Regions from separate parts of the Gossypium hirsutum genome. Here region 2 is linked to region 1. The links are chromatin contacts, called in public Hi-C maps. All regions are on one chromosome and are shown on one strand. Each heading gives the region's core, a stretch centred on a gene start, on an enhancer-like site or on the middle of the called end of the contact. The rest is flanking DNA. Distances are from core to core; before and after follow the strand shown.

Region 1 (2,700 bases), core at 93-2,592:
CATCTATCGGAATAACAGATTTAACACAAATGTAGTTAGCAAATGATATCAAGATCTCCGACCTATCTGATTCAAGTGCAATATTTGAAATCGAGAGCTTATCGATATCACTCGAAGTTACATTCTTCAACTGCAATTCCAATGTTTTATTCGTGTAATTAACTGGTACTAGAACCGCCCACGCCACAATAGTGATAGGGACAAAAATCTTTAACCTGCATACAAAATATCGAGAATATAACGAAAACCAAAAAAGGCCCCGACATTAACGTAAAATGCAGCATACCCTATCAAGTAAATGCGCAAATAAACAGCCGAATCCAACCCGGCATGATCGATAAGCTCGAGTTCGGGCATTTTCAACGCTTCGGGCATCCAATTCAAGAACTTCAAGTAAGATCGAAAATCCAAGTTAACGAATTTCTTCACGAACGCGCCGGAACTAGCCGGACTGGTTCGTAAACCCTTAAGATACCATTTCGGAAAATAAACCCGGTCGTTGAACGGTTGAAGCCGTAATACGGCGAAAGCTATAAAGAACACAAATGCACTAAGCAGATTAAAAGCTGCTGCAACCCCTATATCACCTAATGTCGCCATTTACAAAAAAAAAAACCTCCCCTGCAAAAGAAAAAAACACCATAATCAACCAATTAAACTCCTCTAAGGTTGTAAGATTCTAGCTAAAACCTAAAAACCAAACAGCTAAATCATGTCTTAAAAGCAAAAACACATAGCAAAATCGCCTCTCTCTCTTTTTTTCTCCAAAATTTCAGCTATTTTCTAAACCAAAAAAAAAAAGAACCCAGATTCAATCAAGTGGAATAAAAATCCTTACCTTCTTTTTTTTGAGACTCTTCAAGTGAAAGAAAAAGGAACAGTTTTTATACTGTTCTAAAAAAACCAAAGACAAAGAAAGTACCTTTTTTTTCTAATTTTCTTGTTGGTTTGGTTGTTGAAGATCATAAATTGAATTAGTGGTTGTTTGGATCGCTTTCGAGATCAAACAAAGCAAGAACATTCCTCCATTACTTAGCTAGGGAAAGTGAAACACACGCAATTGTAAACAATTACAGAAAATCCAGCTTCTTCCATAACAGGAATGGATAAAAAAGCAAAAATAAAGGCTAGAAACAGTAATTTAAAAGAAACCAAAGGGTATTTTATAACAATTTAGTGGGATTTCTTTTTCCCTACAAAGATTTTGTCTTGGCTTAAAACAGATATAATGGTGGTGGTGAGTGGTAACTGCAGTGTTAGTTTTTTCTTTGGGTTGTCATTATTTGAGGGATCGTTTCTTTCTTTCTTTCTTTCTTTTTCATGTCCCTGTTCTAAATTGACCGATTTGTCTTTTTTTTTCCTTTCTGTTCTTACTAATTAGTAAAATTATGTCAATTTGTATATAAAATCCCTGTATTATGTGTTCCTTTTCGATTTTAGTCTTTTTATTATAATTTTTCATTTTTAATCCTATTTTTTTAGTTTTGAGGTTAATTTTTTATTATTAATTTTTTAAATAATATAGGAATAAAGCAATACCCAGACTTTGAATTTGATCATTTTTTTGTCTATATTAATCCCATAATTTAGCAATTTTTCTCAATACCGTAGCACTATGAGATTGTGCTATGTAATTTTTTGAAAATTGTATTTTTTTATTTTTATCTTTTAGATTTTATATATATATTTTAAAATTTTCAACTACTTTAAAGGAATCTAAGTTTAAGGATCAAATTGAGAAATTTATCAAATATTAAAAAATATGAATGAAGAAAGTTTAAGGACCAAATTAAAAAAAATTATCGAATTCAAAAACTAAATGTTGTTTTATCTCAATAATTTAATGTAATATGCTTTTCTAAGCATGGAATGATGTGATATATAAACTTCATTTTATAAAAAGAAAACAAAATATGAAAATTAGTATATTATTTGTCTATAAAAAATGAAAAAATATGTTATAATAAATGTAGATCATGACAATAGAATTATTGCAAAAAAAAATAAGAAAAGAAAATTAAGAACACAAATTTTAAATGAAAACCTTTTTGGAGAAAAAAACCAGGGGAAGAAATTCACTAAAGTTGAAAAACAAATTATATGACTTTTTTTATTTGAAATGTATACCACTTGTTTAAAACATCTCAAATTACTCGACAGAATTAACGAAAATTTTGAATTTAGAAACAAACGTTTTAAAAAGTGAAGGGTTAGGAATAATTAAATTATTGTATAAGGACTAAATTTATAAAAATCACATAATACAAGGATGTTTTTATAAAATTTGAGGAATAAATTGATTGGGAGGAGAAAAAGGTTGCCTTAAATGTCGGCAAGCTATCACGTGGGTGTTGCTACTGTTACTGTATTTTGTAGATGGGCATTTTGTTAGAGTCGCGGCGGAGGAGCGTGAAAAAACCGACCGATCATATTAAAGAGACAGATAATGGAGAAAGCGAGTGAGTTGTTCCGGAAAGTTGGATCGGGATTGGTGATGTGGCGGCGTTGGATATGACGTAAGCTAAGCGGATTGAATTTAGGGGTACAAACAGTATAATACTAAAAAGGGTTAATTCTTTAGATAGTCTCAATTTACGGGTAAATTTTAAATTGGTCCTTAAAATTCAAACGTTTCAATTAAATTCTCAAATTAAAGTATCGTTTCGTTCAGGTTCTTGTTTTCAGTCTAACCGTAAAATT
Region 2 (2,700 bases), core at 109-2,608, 180 kb before region 1:
AGACCTATTTGTGATAAATAGTTATAAAGACTAAAATTTCAAGTATTTGTTAGCAGACAGATTTCTAAAACTACAATAAAACACAAGCAAACTAAAATTAATATCAACTATTCACAAGAATCAAACATTCCAATTACATTAACTTCTTTTCTAATAATTTTTTCAAGCTAATGGACATAAGAGAGGTCCAAAGCTAATATCATCACATTGGGTAAAAGTACCATGGACACCCTTGTACTAAGAGCCGAATTGCATTTTGCCACCTCTACTCAAAAAAGTACACAAATTAGTCCATGTAAATTAGATCAAAGAGCAAACTGTTCATTCTGTTAAAAATTTCATCAATTCTACTACTAAAAACTGATCCGTGTAGGTTAGAATGAGGTATAAATGGCACATCACTTGTAATCACTTGTAACTGTCAGGTAATTTTGCCAGCCACATTAACTTTTAAACAGTAGAAATAGATAAGCTTTTAACAAAAAAAAAGACCAGTTTACTCTGCAACAACTAAATTTAACCAGAGTAAAGGGATAAAATGCAATCTTTCTCCTGATACAGGGCCTGCATGATACTTCTACCCATCACATTGTATTTAACATAAATTACAAAGCTAATATAATAAAGAAAAGTTCAAGCTGGCAAACACAAAGAACCTAAAATGTATCAGCGCAAATAATGCAAGAAAGTATAAGTTCAATAAGTTAATGCACCAAATCACTGAAAATTGAATACTATTTTCAATTAAGAATCTTCCTACACATAAAGTAAAAACTTTACCAGACTTATTTAGTGAAATTCAAGACTAATCTATTTCTTTAAGCTCAAATTTACAAGAAAAAAAATTAAGAATTCCAGGCTAACATTTCCCGCAATTTTAATAATGACCCAACAGTTAAAACAAATAGATGATACCAATATAAGCAAAACCCAGAAATGAGAAATGAGAAACATGATGTTTAAAAATCACTCACAGGCAAGAACCACAAACAGCTTAAGCAGCAACATGCTGAAATTGTGCTCAAGAGACACGCCAGCATTCATCTCTTTCTTTCCTCTAATGAAGATAAACAGTTGTAACTAGAAAATAGATGTTAAAGAGTTAAGGGATTAAAAGTGAGAGAATGTGATTAAGGAAGGGGATAAGTTGGAAGACATGAGAGAAAGAGAGAGAAGAGAGCACAGAGAAGCCATGAATGTGCTTCAAAAGAGAGATGAAAATAATAAGAAAAGAAAGCACTGAAGAAGAGTAATGAAAATAGCTGTCATCTTTAGTAGACCCTACCATCGACTTAAATGCTCAGATATGAACACACACCCACTGCATCAAACATTTAAGGCCATCAATGTTTTTTTTTTTTTTTACACTTAGTTTACAAGTCATCTTTCACGAGACCTTTACTAATTATAGATAGAACTAATTAGGTTAAAATATGCTTACAGTCCTTGTACTTTTCAAAAATTAGGAATTTAGTCCATGTACTTGGAATTTCTAGGAATTTAGTTCATCTACTTTTCATATTTCAAAATCTAAATCTATCTGTTAACAGTTGAAGCTGAATTTTAAAATCTGAAAAGTAAAGAGACTAAATTCCTTAAAATACAAGTATAAGGATTAAATTTTTAATTTTTAAAAAATATAGGGATTGTAGAATATTTTAATTAAATAATTAATTTAAATTTATAATCAATTTTAATTTTAAAATTTCGAAGTTTATTTTAAATTTGGATAATTTAGATATAATCCATTTGAATTCTGCTGATATAAAATTGTAAATTTTGAGATTTAAATTTAATAAGTTTATATTAAAAGAGTTTTGTTGAGGAGAAATCAGATTTTCTTTTAGGAAAAGTCTTTGAAGTGTTATTTGTTTGAGAGTCGATGGACTCTTCAATGAAAGATATTGTCCCTGTGTAGTGATTTTGTCCTTGGCCTTCACGGAGAGTCGTGTACAATTCATGAAAAGTAACACCTAGATTGGGGGAGATACGAACTTACCAACCAATGTTGGATACAGTGATAAGATATATTTCACTTCCAATGGAAGAATACATATTCAAACCTTAAAAACAATGTTATTACGAGGAGCAACCACAAACTCCAAAGGGATTGATCTTCATAAACAGTAAAACGAATATGGAAAATACATTGAGGTTAAAATATGTCATAAGTTCTTATACTATTTGTAAAATTGTAATTTAGTCAATCTACTTTTACTTTCAGAAATTCAATCATTCTACTTTTTATATTTTAAGATTCAAGTTCAACTATTAATATTATTAAAATTAAGGTCTTTCTACGAAGAACTCAGGTTGAAAGTTCAAACATTGGAAATAACGTCCGTTCAAAAAATCTAACAATAAGTATTTGGTGCAATTATAAAATACTTTGCACTTAATGAAAGAATATAAATTCAAACCTTAAAAATAATGTTATTGGGACGAATAATTATGAACTTCACAAAAAAAAAATCTTTATAAGCCGTAAAATTGACGTAATAAAATACCTTAATTATTAAAAAAATTCAAATTCTGGTAAAAACTCCAAGTTATGGATGGGCCTCTTTGGGCCATTGGTGGCCCACATATGAAGAGGCTTTCACATTAGTGACTACAATCCAAACCTAGAGTGGGGACTCTGTAGCCATGGGCAGTGACATAATCTTGTGGCCTTACTCTCAATAAAGAACAAAAAAAAAA

What was found. Hi-C and Micro-C count contacts between places; a contact is called where the count stands out from the background.
Region 2: a Hi-C map of callus shows a contact between it and region 1, with 4 times the contacts expected there. The contact joins the promoter of LOC107935402 here to the promoter of LOC107935389 in region 1. A contact is called at or near these places in 2 of 34 Hi-C or Micro-C datasets (callus and leaf).

Annotation. Positions count from the first base shown.
Region 1 is chrD10:911,726-914,425 of Gossypium_hirsutum_v2.1, reverse strand. LOC107935389 (calcium permeable stress-gated cation channel 1) reads right to left here and starts at 1,342. Exons shown (of 12, transcript XM_041102646.1): 1 at 839-1,342; 2 at 287-621; 3 at 63-215. The coding sequence starts at 600.
Region 2 is chrD10:1,090,532-1,093,231 of Gossypium_hirsutum_v2.1, reverse strand. It overlaps LOC107935402, which reads right to left and starts at 1,358. Exons shown (of 9, transcript XM_041102660.1): 1 at 1,286-1,358; 2 at 975-1,080. The coding sequence starts at 1,288.